Regions from separate parts of the Oryza sativa genome. Here region 1 is linked to region 2. Evidence: chromatin contacts called from public HiCAR-type data. All regions are on one chromosome and are shown on one strand. The core of a region is the stretch at or near the end of the contact, and the rest is flanking DNA. Distances in the headings are between cores, read along the strand shown. Region 1 holds the start of LOC4335182. Region 2 holds the start of LOC4335171 (putative FBD-associated F-box protein At5g53635).

What was found. HiCAR-type assays count read pairs that join an accessible place to other places.
Region 1: a HiCAR-type map of leaf shows a contact between it and region 2, with 2.7 times the contacts expected there. The contact joins the promoter of LOC4335182 here to the promoter of LOC4335171 in region 2. A contact is called at or near these places in 1 of 15 Hi-C or Micro-C datasets (leaf) and 1 of 4 datasets of contacts at active chromatin or transcription factors (leaf).

The regions. Positions count from the first base shown.
Region 1 is chr4:7,596,590-7,603,425 of ASM3414082v1, reverse strand. LOC4335182 reads left to right here and starts at 5,295. Exons shown (of 2, transcript XM_015779829.3): 1 at 5,295-6,665. The coding sequence starts at 5,379. The coding sequence ends at 6,665. It overlaps LOC136355998 (a long non-coding RNA gene), which reads left to right and starts at 150. Exons shown (of 2, transcript XR_010740630.1): 1 at 150-287; 2 at 383-910.
Region 2 is chr4:7,358,449-7,365,066 of ASM3414082v1, reverse strand. It overlaps LOC4335171 (putative FBD-associated F-box protein At5g53635), which reads left to right and starts at 4,514. Exons shown (of 3, transcript XM_015779617.3): 1 at 4,514-5,677; 2 at 5,813-5,956; 3 at 6,057-6,618. The coding sequence starts at 4,628. The coding sequence ends at 6,434. LOC4335172 (F-box/LRR-repeat protein At3g26922) reads left to right here. Exons shown (of 3, transcript XM_015779540.3): 2 at 1-99; 3 at 195-936. The coding sequence ends at 569.

The DNA of each region.
Region 1 (6,836 bases), core at 4,046-6,545, 240 kb before region 2:
CATGCTCGAGGTGGGTATGAAGGCCACGGCGAGGAGCGGCCTCCCTTCTTTCTCTCTCCTATGGTCAAGGTGGAGGGGACATCAGAGGCGGGTAGGGAGCGAAAGGTGGCGGTGAGGAGAGGCCTTCCTCCTCTCTCTCCCATGGTTGGGTGGCGGGATCATCAGAGGTGGGGAGGGCACGGAAGGCCGCGGCGAGGAGCGGCCTCCCTCCTTTCTCTCCTATGGTTGGCACGGCGAGGCCATCAGAGGCGGGGAGGGAGCGGAAGGCGCAAAAGGATGAGGCAGTGGTCGCTACTCTTCCAAAATGCCGTTCTACCGCTGCTGCTACCTTTCCACTGCCGTTTTGCTTCTCTGACTCGTTGCGGCTTCGTCTTCTCCAAAGGTGGCGGCTACACGAGGTTGGGAGGGCGGTGGCATCGACATGAGGTTGGGAGGGCGACGACGACAAAGTTGGGGCCATGCTAGCCGACTCCTCTTTTGCCCGTGCTAGCTGACTCCTCATTCCCGCCCCGTCATCCTCGATCACGGGTGTAGCGTGGGGGAAAGGGGAAAGGAGGCAGCGGCGAAGCAGCAGGAGGAGTGGAAGCTCAACGCTTGGGGAGGTCGCCGACGGACACCGTCGTGCACCCGAATGGGCGGCTAAGCATACTCGCCAGAAGCCGGCGGCACGAGCGGATAGGCAAGTGTTGTTTATTTTTATTTTCTCTTGTCATTTATAGGCGGAGCCTACATTCTTTTTAATTTCTTGATGTTTGGACTGCCACGTGGACGCTACGTCAGTAAAAACCACTAACAATACAACCGAGGGAGCCGTTTTGCTCGGTTTTAATAGTTGGAGGAGACTGGACTGCCACGTGAGCAAGAACCACCGTTAACACTACCGAGGAAGCTATTTTGCATGGTTTTAATAGTTGGAGGAGCCCTTACACGGTTACACCTAATTTTTCTATTGAGGGATACAAATCAGATTCGACGAGCGCTACTACAAAACATCAAATAGATGCCGGCACTATAGGTGCCGGAAGTGGTAAAACCGGCACCTATAGTGCCTATCTCAACCCGCCAAAAAGTCGAGAACCGACATCTTTATCTCCTAAAAAAATGGCACCTTTTACCCCTGTCCTTTTACCCCTGTCAAAGAAAGCTCCGGTTTTTTATTAAATCCGGCATCTTTTAGTTGGCGCGGGGCCTACCAAAGAACCGACATATTTGTGGTAAAGGAAAAGGTGCCGTTTTTTTAAAAAATCTGACACCTGTAATATATTATATAATATATTATAGGTGCTAGTTTTTTAAAAACCGACAACCCGTAAAACCGAGCCAAGCCACACGGGGGAGCGCGTCCATTCTTATCCATCCACCCGCACCGCGCTCTCTGTCTCTCCTTATCCATCCACTGCTCTCTCTCTCTCTGCCACACACGCGTCCGTTCAATAGAAATTTTCTTCCTTCTCTTTCTCACCTCTTCTCCTCATCCCTCCCTCTCCTCAGCCCTCTTGCGCACCCAGTGTTGGTATTTCTTAATGACATTACCAGAAATATAATTCCCAGCAATGACGCAGAAATACTCCTGGTATATTATGGTTACAGAGTTCATCCACAAACGCACGGATATACCATTGTAGCATTTCACCCGAGAGTATTCCAAGGGTATCGTATTTATTTTATCCCGTGGGAAGATCATGTAGAGAGAACTTGACTAATAATTTATATGTTACTTGTGATAATCATATTCTAAGCAGAGGTTAAGATAATCCAAGGGTAGAGTGACACACAAGCAGTAGCTACTCATTCTCATAATATATTATCTAAGCTAAGTGGAAAGAAAAGAGAAAGATAATCTACTCCTATACTTCTAGTATACATAGTATACATACATTCTAGTTATCCGATATACTAGCTAATACCCTCTATCCGATGCCCTCCTAGTACTTCGAGAAGCCACCGAGGCTAAATACGGAGGAGTACCCTCCCCAGGGAATTAACTTAGGATTATATACACGCGCGGAGGAATACCCGTACTGAGCTATCATCATCAGCGGCACACCTCTCATCCGCAGCATATAACCCCAAATAATGATATCCCGTAATCTAGACACCACGTCTAAACTACTAGATACTACTCTAATATCATCGTCATGACATAGAGTAATTGCATAAGCAAACATTATACCCGCACCAAAGCATCTCCCAGATAAGCTAGCAGCATATTCAGTATAACATGAACATAATGTAAAGTAGGCATTTATATACTCGGAAAGTATTTCAATACCATAAATGTATATAGAAGAGTATTCTAATAAAAGTACAAAGCTTTCAAAAGAGGAAAGGAAAGCTACTAGAGCCATACCCGAACTCTTCCAAAGACTTCCGGACTCTTGATTTCTAATCTATTCCTATTCCACTAGCTTGATACTACTAAACTAAACTTGAGAGAATATGAGAGAGCTTTGCTTGAAGTGTGTGAGTGAAGTGAGAAGGTGACAGGTTTATATAGCCTCCCAATGACGATTGTGATGGTTGGAATGGTCGGAAATACCCTCCAACCGTCATTGGGAGCTAATCCACACTGTCCAGCCGCAACCCTGCATCCAACGGCGCCAGGGGGTTCGGCCGAACCAGGGGCCTGCCCAACCTGGCCCAAATTCGGCAGGTGGCCTCCTCAGTTGTTCTTCTCTGCAGACTTGTGAATTTTGTCCCAGTTTGTCGTGTCAATTCTGAGTTATTGGCCCATTCATGCATAAGTTTGATTCTCGACATCGTCCGATTGATTTATTTTCTGTGTTGATGTCGATTTTCGTCCACTTTATGGTCATTCTCTGCCAAGGTTAGTAAACCTAATACTAGTGGAATATTATTATTCTAACATATATATGCATGGCAAGCATCACTAGTTCTCCTCTATTTTGGTAATATTGACGGTCGAAACTGATCGATAACGACCGTCAACACCCAACATCGGTGGAGGCAGCCGCGGCAGATTCACCCGGGAGGGGAGGCGTCGGACCGGCGCGAGGTGCCGCGGTGGAGGTGGTGGCGCCCTCTTTTGTTTTGGTTATTTTGCTATATGACTTTGTTTTAATAATTTGAATTTGAATTTCAAATTATGACAACTTCAAACAATATTTTCAAATACTAAATGATTTAAAATGAAAAAGTCATTAACAACAAAGTTGTATAACTCAACAATATCTATAACTTTTATTTTGGTCATTTCTTTATCCGCCAAAGTAATAGTAATATTGTTGACAAAAGTTACATCTCTTATAAGAGAGAGATTTAAATTTTATGAACAATGTTTCTATCATTTTGTCGGATGAAGAAATGACGAAAATAAAAGTTATAGATATTGGCGAGTTATACAACTTTGTTGTTGATGACATTTTCAGTTTAAATCATTTAGTATTTGAAAATTTTGTTTGAAGTTGTCATAATTTGAAATTCAAATTCAAATTATTGAAACAAAGTCATATAGCAAAAATGACCAAAACAAAAGTTGTAGATCTTGATGAGTTATACAACTTTGTTGTTGACAATTTTTTCATTTGAAATCATTTACTACCCGAAAAATTATTTGAATTGAGAGGAGGGAGGCAAAATGTACTTCTCGGCGAGGGAGGAGTAAAAGGGCTGGGCAGACGACCCGAAGAGGGAGGAGGGGAAGGGGAAGCCGGCCCGAGGAGAGAGAGAAAGAGGCTGTGGGCTGAGGGAGGGAGAGAGTAACACTTGGGCCGAAAAATGCCCAAGCACAAAGAGAGGGATTTTAATTTGTTTTCTATTTATTTCAATAGGTTAAATGAACTTTGTGGTATTAAAACTAGTTATTGAGCTCTGAAAATTCACGGAAAATTTTAGAGAATAATTTAGACCACATAGAATATTACAAAAATATTTCCGACCATGATTTTTAAAGGAAAATTTTAGTTTCCTCGTTAATTCACTTGAGTAAATTGCTTTAACTTTTAATATAGTTTTTCTAGAAATGTATTATATAAATATGTGACGTTTGATTTTTGCCCCTTATAACAAATTAATATTCGTCACAATGTTCCATTAAAATACTTTATGACAATTTCTAGTTGGTATTAACGACGAACACCTTTTTTTTCGTCACTAAGCCATCCTATCTCATACTAATCGTCATAAAATGGAATGTGCTAATGATGAATAGTTCCGATGTCACGAGGAATTCATCACAAAAGGTCATATTTCTTGTAGTGTTGGTCAGGTTGTTTCTCATGTGTTCTTGTTCTTGTTCATGCAAAAGAATTCTTGTTCATGTGAATCTTGAGATTGTTTGGGGGTGAAAGGGAGCTGCTCGGCTCGAATCAAGCTGATGCATCGAGCCAGCTTTTTTTATTCCAGCTTTTTTTATTCGTGAAACCTTAAAGGTGCCAGTTTTAAAATATAAAAAACCGACATCTTTATCCATATAGATGCTGGTTCGAAAGCTGGCACCGATGACCGAAGTCATCATGCTGCCTCCGTGGTACTGATTGGGAAAATCGACACCAAAGGGGTTCTCAACTAGCACCGATGGTGGAGAGTTAGATAGGACTTTTTCCCTACATAAAATGAGAATACATAGCCCACGTATGAAAATACTAACCCCCATCTTAGCTAGGACGTCCGAATCCTGATGCAAACCTACGGTGGACATAGCACACTTATAGATGGCCAAAAGGCCCGAGGCCCGACGGCCAGGCCCATGGCACGGCATTTTGGCCCGGCCCAAGCACGGCACGGCCTGACGGAGGTCGGGGTCGTGCCTGGGCCCCTCCACCAGCACGATGGGCCGGCCCGGCACGATGGGCCGGCAGCCAGGCCCGATACACAAGAAACTAGGGGAATAAAAATGACATATTATAGCAATGGATGAAAGAATAGGGATGCAAAATAGACTTTTTTTATCTATATATGTCAGCCCAAAGAGGAGGGACGAAAAATAGACTTATTTTAGCTATACATATGTCAGCCCAAAGAGGAGGGACGAAAAATAGACTTATTTTAGCTATACATATGTAATAGCCCTAAGAGGAGGGACGAAAGCTAGACTTATTGAAAAAAAGGCCCATGGGCCACCCATGCCTTCGGGCCGGCACGGCATGGCCCGACAGCTGGTGGGCCATGCTTGGGCGGGAGGTGCAGCCCATGGGCCGGCACGGCCCGGCATGAAGTGCCGATCCCAGCCGTGCCTGGGCCGGGCCGTGCCGGACGGGCCTTTTGGCCATCTATAAGCACACTGGTCACTCCATGCGTATCAATCCCCAACCCTAACTATTCACGAGAGAAGATAAAAAAAAAAAAACTATTCACGAGAGAGAGACAGAGAGATCGATCCTCAACCCCAACTTGCGAACCAGCGGCGGCGGGTGGAGATGCTCCGCCGGAGCAAGAAGCAGAAACTGGCCAAAGAAGATGAAGAAGATGCTCGTATCAGAGATACGGAGTCTCCGTCGTCGGTGTACCTGGTGGTCGGCCATGGAGTCACTCGCCCTTCCTACTCCTTGTTCAAGGTGAACCCACACCTTCCAGCTAACGCTGACGACGGCGGCGACACCCCGCTACCCCTCCTGCCCTACCTCGCTCACCTGACCGGCAAGCACTACATGTCTTTCGTTTCCGTGCGGTCGAGGAGGCACGCGCCGTGGATCGTTGGCGTCGGCGGCAGCTCAGCCCGGAATTACGGCCCTGATGAGACCATCGTCTTCGACACCGTGATGCGCAAGGAGATCTCGGGACCCAAGCTTTTGTCGACCAAGCTCTGCCCGATCTTGCTACCATTCGGCGACAAGATCTACGCCCTGGCGCGCAGGCCAGCCGTGACGGGGGACGTCAATTTCGTCCCCTGGTTCGAGGTGCTCGATCTCTCCGTGGCTCGGGTGGACGACGATGCCTCGGACCGTCTGGTGGGCTGCGAGTGGAGACCACTGCCTCGCCCGCCATTCTTCCCCTGGGACCTCACCCCAACTGACTACATCTTCCCGCCGGTGGTCACCGTCAAGTCCCATGTAGCAGTTGCCTCCTACATTCTGCTGTCCATAACCGGGCAGACGGGCACCCACATGTTCGACGTCGAGACGGAGGAATGGCGCAAACTCGACGACAATGACCTGCCGTTTCATGGACGTGCCGTCCCTCTTCAGGGAACAGGAACGCTCTATCTTGGCTTATCGAACACTACCAATGCAATCACTGCTTACAGGATCAAAGTCGTCTCTGCAGTCCAGCCTCCGCCGTTGCAAGCCCAAGCATCACACCTACAGGGTGCCTGTCCAGCCTCCGCCGTTGCAAGCCCAAGCATCACACCTACAGGGTGCCTGTCCTTGTCAATTGTTGAGATCCGAATGGTGACCAACTTTGAGGATGAGGAGGAGATTGTTAGCACTGGCAGATTTATTTTCCTCGATCACCTCCCTGACAGACCTGGCTTCTGTTCATTTACATGGTCCAACGATGACCCTCTCCAATTCTCATCTTTACCTGAGCACACCAAGGAGCTTCTCACCATTAGAGCATACACAACAGAGGGACCCCTGTCACAAGATTACCTCGAGTCTACTCGTACCCTTGTGATCTCCAACCAATGGAAACAGGTTTACAGCATATGCGATACTGTCCGGGGACTTTCTTTCCCATGCCTGGCAGGCGCAATATCCTTATGAGTAAGCCCCTCTTGACACAGTTTTTTTCTGGGACTTCACTACATTGCTTAAATTAATTCATATATCTAGCTAGTTCAATTAGATACTTTATTTGTTCGCTCAAACCAATCACAAACTGATAAGAACAAACTGGAGATTTTAGATTTCACTGGTGGAGAAATGATCTTTGCT
Region 2 (6,618 bases), core at 3,265-5,764:
ATCCTTGCTCTGGAGGTGCGTTTCGGTGTCCGCAACGATGCCAAGATGATCCCCAATGTCCTCAGATGCTTTCCCAACATTGAGAGGCTCCACATCAAGGTGAAATTACACCTCCATCCACATTCATTTGCATCTTAATCTGTCATCACTAGCTGATGAACAAATCTCTGGTGACTGATCTAACCAATTTGCAGTCTGGAAAAACTGATGAAACCACTGGCAAGCTCAACTTCAAGTTCTGGCAGGAGTCTGGTCCCATCGAGTGCATTCGGTCAAGCATCCAGATGATTGTTTTCCATGATTTTCATGGCACTCGGAGTGAGGTTAACTTTCTCAAGTTTTTCTTCGAGACTACGCGGGTGCTGAAGATAGTGGTCATTTTGTTTGACACTGGAAGTTTTTCTTCGATGGATGAGGTGCGTTCCAAGGTGGAGGTTCTGAGGGCTGCAAAACGGCCGACTGGTTGTTTAGTCCTGGTCACCCCAAGTACAGAACCTGAAGAGTGTAACATTTGGAGCTTCAAGAGAGGATCTGATTTTTCTCGTTTTGACCCTTTCACGGACTACTGAAAGAAAAAGATGCATTTCCATGTCATTTTGTGATCCAAGACAAATATCTTTGGAAGTGGTTAGTGCTCTGTTTGCAGCTTCATGGTATTCATGTTAGAGTTTCGGCTTCCCTTTTATTGAAGATTGGACAGCGGACTTGATTATACTGTCTTGAGAAGTGTTGAAATTAGTGCTTGAATAGTGTTATCTATCATGCAAATGTCAAATTATGTTTTCTGGATGACAACTAAGAACTACTGTGTCTGCTATGCGTTTCATTTGTTGTTGGACGATGATGATGTTATGTTGCACTGTTTTGCTAAATTTTTCGTTGATGCTTGTCAGAACCAGTGATATGTGAGCAAGTTCATGCAATCGTTTGCAATCATACCAATGTGATTTATATGTTAACTGGACGCTTTGATCTATCTGGTAGTATGGTATCGTACTTTACCTTCACTGTTTTACATGTTGATGTTACAGTGCACTACTTTGCTCAATAATTCCTTTGATGCTAGTTAGAATCACTAATATCTGAGCAAGTTCATGTTTTGTTTGGAATCTTATACATGTCTTTTGGATGTTAAACGAAGTGTTTTGTTCTGTCTGGTACCACAGTTTAGTACTTCCAATTTCATAGAGTTAATTATTAGCTTTGTAAAGTCAATTATCATCAGATTATGTATAATCATTTGGATTCTTCTACTTTGAGGTTCATCTCTAGTGGTTATGCCTTATGATGATACCATCAACTGGATTGCGATTTACGAGGCATCTTTCACCAAATGTTGCTTAATTTAAGACTTAAACCCCATTTTTTTTTGTTCTGTTGTTAACCAGGGTTGGAAATTTCGGACCGAAATTTTGGTTATTTCGGTCCCCTCCGATACGATATTACTTCGGCCGAAATTTTTCAAATTTTTCATGAATTTTGGTAACATTTGTTCAAATTCAACTAAATTTTGTTCAAAATTTCGGACCGAAATTTCTGAAATTTCGAGATTCGGTGACCTCCGATCAAATGGGCTAAATCGATAAAGTGAAGCCTGCTGTTAACTCATCTTCCATAGATTGCCGGTGGAGAATTATCTATCTTGTCCATCTGGTAATTCTATTGCACTTGAGGAGAAGATTTTAACCTTACCCTGTCTTTTGTCTCTTTCTGCTGCAATATTGTTCCTCTTGTTCCTTTCAAAAGAGAAAAGAGAGTTACAAATATTCAAGTTGCATGCTCAGCTGATGCTGACATGCTGTGAGGTACGAAGTACCTGTTGTTTATGACATAATTTAACACTGTCAGTAATTTGGGCAGGCCAGATTATTTAGAATAGCTGGTGTGTTTTTGAGTGATTTGCTTGAAAGGTGGATTGAAATTATGTGTACAGAAATTTGTGGTGCATTGGGAAATCGTGTGTGCAAAATGCTGGGTGGCTGCCGCATTTCACCCGGTTTGAGGATGGAGAGTCGCACTCTTCTTATGAAGAGTATTGATCACAAAAACAAAATGTAGATGGAGTGCATGCAGCGATGGAGTTTTGAAAATCATGGAAATCAAAGCCTTGTCTTGATTTCTTGATAGATAACCTGAGCTGCTGTTGCTGCTGGATAGATGCATGGCCTTGTATGGAAGACAACGAGGACGGACAGTGAATTGGTTGAGATGGAGATATGTGTGTCGTTGCAGTAGAGCCCTGCCGGTGCTGAGCTGAAGAAGAAGCAGGAGCCAGTTGCTGGTGGATTTCGCATTGCTAGGGCGCAGCCGTGCATGAGGATTTCGGGTTGCTGGACTTCGTGTTGGCATGCGATGGTGGATTTCATGCTGTCGTCACTACTAATATATTTTTTTTTTCATGTGACCAAAACCTCAGCCTGCACCTAAGGCCTATGAAAATCAACGATTTTTGCTTGTGGGCCTCTTGTCTGCCTACAAAAAATCATTTTCGCAGGCGGCTGTTTTAAGCCGTCCGCCAGTGAAAATGTGATATTTGCAGGTGAGTAGATAAAACTAACCGCCTATGTTAATAATTTTCGGCAAAAAAAAGTAAAAGTACATTTGAAAATATCCCCATTCAGCTGCCATTTGCACAGATCAAGCACAATACAAATCAAATCAAATGTCACCACACAAATAAGATGAACAAAATTCACATATTTCATATAAAATGTCACAACTCAGATGAGAAGAACAAGATTCCCATATTCCAGATAAACAGAGAAAAAAAGAGAGAATTTTTTTTAGACTAGAGGTCAAATACCCGGCTTTTAGTAGAAAGCCACAAAGGAAAAAAAGAGAATTTTTAGATCTGGATTTAGAGGAACAAGAACAACGAAGGAGCTCTAGAGATAGCCGTTGGTCGATACGGTTAGCTCGGTGCGGAAGTAGGTCGCCGTCACCCTTGTGCAGAGCCACTGCCACTGGCGGGAGTGGAGGAGTCAATCTGCTGCCAGCCCTCCTTCTCCTTGCCAAGCCGCCACCATCGTGGGCGTTCTTCCTCATCGCCGCTCCTCGTCAAGCGGCGGCTGCCGCCTGCCATCCTTTTTGTCGCCGCCTTCGGCCCTCCTCCTTGCCGAACTATCGCTGCTCTTTGTAGCTGGGCTTGCACGCGGTAAGGAGAGGGAGAGGGAGAGGATGGTAAGGAGAGGGAGAGGGAGAGGATAAGGATAGACAGGGAGTGGTTGTGGTAAACTTAGATTTTTGGAGACTTGGGGATAAGGACATACGTGAGGATTTGTTTTTTTAGTGGGTTGTCCGGCAATCGGTTTTTGCAGGCGGGGGTTTTAGTGGTTCACCTGTGAAAATTAAGAATATTATTGCAGGCGATCCCTTTAAACCATCCGTCTGTGAGTGGGGGAAAATCGGATCCCTCTCTACGTAACTGCGCAGGTGGATAATCGCAGCTAAAATATGGTCCACCTATAAATTTTATAGGCCTCGTTGTAAAAAATTATTTTTCTAGTAGTCCGTTCAGCCACATGTGGGAGGTGACCTAGATGGATATCAATGCAACCAGTATGCTGGTTTGTTCCGTCTAACAAAAGCTAAACGGACTTTAATTTCAAACAAATCCTTACTGATAGTCTGAAACTAATTCTGATATAAATGTTTCCCTTTTTTTTCTTATATATTTCGTCAAGTTAAATTTGAGTGAGAACAAAATCCAAAGTAACGCCTAAATATCTGGAAAATGGGAACATAGAAACGTGGAGTTACTGATTCATGGGCCCAGGTGCAACTCATTACCGACATTTGGCCCAACCAGGACACGATATACCTGGCCAAATGGGCCGTGCCAAGCCGGGCCGGCCCGAGCACGACAGTACTGTAGCCAGCCCAGGCCCGGCACGGCACGTCAGCCTGTGGGCCGTGCCGGCACGGCCCGTTATCCCGTGCCGTGTTTGGGCCGATGCCTCAGCCCGTGGGCTGGCACGGCACGGCACGTTTACTGTAGCGTGCCGGCACGGCACGGCCCAGGCATGGCACGGCCCACCGGCCCATTTATTTTTTCTACGATTTTCTAATTTTTCCCATATATTTCTCATATTTTTTATTTTTTTCCACATTTTATCCTATTTGTACCATATATTTTATGATATATTTCCTAAATTTTCCTCACATTTATCCTATATTTATCATTTTTTCCTTTATATTATGTTTTTTCTGCCTTTTTTCTTTTTTTCCCCTCAAATTTCAATTTTTATGGGCCACATGTACTAGTGGGCCGGCTACCAGCCCACGTGCCACTACAGTAGCCGTGCCGGCCCGGCACGGCCCAGCACCTTCTTGGGCCGTGCTTGGGCCGTGGCCTTGGCACGTGGGCCGGCACGGCACGGCCCGCTACAGGAGCCGTGCCTAACGGGCCGTGCCCTAGTGGGCCGTGCCGTCGGCGTGCCGTGTCGTGCTGGGCCGGGCCGCCCGTTTGGCCTGCTATAGGACACGAAACCCACGGACCCGAAACCACCACTCACACGACGACACGTCCCCTCCAAACTCGGGACACTCGCTCCCTCACACAACAGTGACTCGTCGCCGCCGTCCAGAACCCCAAACCAAACCCTAGCCGGCGGCGTCGTCGGAATCCATGGCGGAAGGTGCGCCGATCATCTACCTTGACCCCGCCACGGTGGCGGAAGCGCGCCGCCGCGGCGACGACCCGCGCAAGCTGGAGGAGTGCACCAAGTACTTGATGACGCACATCTACGGGTTGCTCCCTGGCCCACCCGTACCCATCGCCGCCGCCCGCACCCACGCCGCCTGCGCCGCCGCAGCCTCCGACGGCGTCGACCGCATCAGCGCCCTCCCCGACGCGATCCTCCGCAACATCGTCTCCCGCCTCCCCGTCAAGGACGCCGCGCGCACCGCCGCGCTCTCCCGCCGCTGGCGCCCGCTCTGGCGCTCCACGCCGCTCGTCCTCGTGGACGCCCACCTCTTCCCGCGAGGTCGAAGCTTCGGTGTCTCCGCCTCTGCCCCGACGCGCGCCGACACGCCGGGCATCGTCGCCGCCGTGTCCCGCATCCTCGCCGCGCACCCGGGGCCATTCCGCTGCGTCCACCTCCTCTGCGGCTTCATGGGATCGTACCAGGCCCAGCTCGAGCACTGGCTCCGGTTCCTCGCCGCCAAGGGCGTCGACGACCTCATCCTCGTCAACCGCCCATGGCCGTTCGAGGCGGCTCTCCCTGCCGCCATCCTCCGCATCTCCACCCTCACCCGCCTCTACATCGGCATGTGGAAGTTCCCCGACATTGCCGGCCTCCCCACCAACACCGCCTTCCCCAACCTTCGCGAGCTCGGCATCTACGCCGTCGCCATGGAGAAGGAGGGCCGCGAGGTCGAGTTCATCGTGGCGAGATCCCCCGTGCTGGAGACCCTCAACATCCAAGGAGGCAACACGCAGGTGTTGCGCCTCCGCCTGGAGCACCGGAGCCTTCGTTGCGTGCAGATCTGCTCGTGTTGCGTGGAGAATCTCGCCGTGGTGGACGCGCCATGCCTCGAGCGGCTCGTGCTCTATGATTCTTTGAGCAAGGATGACTCCTGCGTCAGGGTCAAGATCGTCCATGCCCCCAGGCTGCGCTTGTTGGGAAACTTGGAGACAGGATTCCACATGCTGGAGATCCATGACACCTTTGTCAGTGTGCGTATGCCATTGCCATCATCTCTAACCTCTTACTGTTCAGTTTGTTTGTTCACTCTGATTCTGAATTGCTGATGTCCCAAATTCTGATATTTGAATATCTGAACAATCCATTTCCATCTTAATGGATTTCAGGCTGGGATCAGGTCGAGCCCAAGCGCATTGTTCACGAGCGTCAAGATCCTGGGGTTGAATGTGAATTTTGGAGTCAGGCATGATGCCCAGATGCTGCCCAACTTCCTCAAATGCTTTCCCAATGCTGAGTCCCTGCATGTTGTGGTATGAATTGAACCTGCCTCATTGCCTTCTTGTGCTACTGCATGATCAATTAGTTGCTAGCTGAACTCTGAAACATTTACTGATTTAACCATTTCTGCAGTGTGCAAAATGTTCTGAAGCCACCAGCTTGGTAAGCCCCAATTTCTGGGATGATGCTGGCCCAATCGAAAGCATCGTGTCCCATGTCAATGTGCTTACATTCCGTGAATTCAAAGGGGAGGCCAACGCGATATCCTTCCTGAAGTACTTCGTCCAGAATGCGCAGATGGTGAAGAATGTGGCTGTGGTGTTGGCCAATCCACAATTCACTTCATACTCCATTGATACGCTCTGGACAGCGAAGATCCTCAAATCTGTGAGATGGGCCAGTAAGATCTCTTCAATGCAGGTCTATAGGAGCGATGACTCAGAAGGTGGTCTGATTTGGAGCTTTCAGAGAGGATCAGATTATTCTATCCGTGACCCTTTTGTGTACTAGGAACCAGAGGTGCCTACATATGTGATCCATCCAAGCTCAGTTTCTCTGAAAGTTGTTAGTGTTATGTTTGCAGGATAGGTGTATCTACATCTCCACATGCAAGGCATTGTTTTTTGTTGTTGGCATGTGCTCAAGACTGGACAGGGTTTTTGGTCTCATTAGTAGTGTAGTACGATTAGCTTTA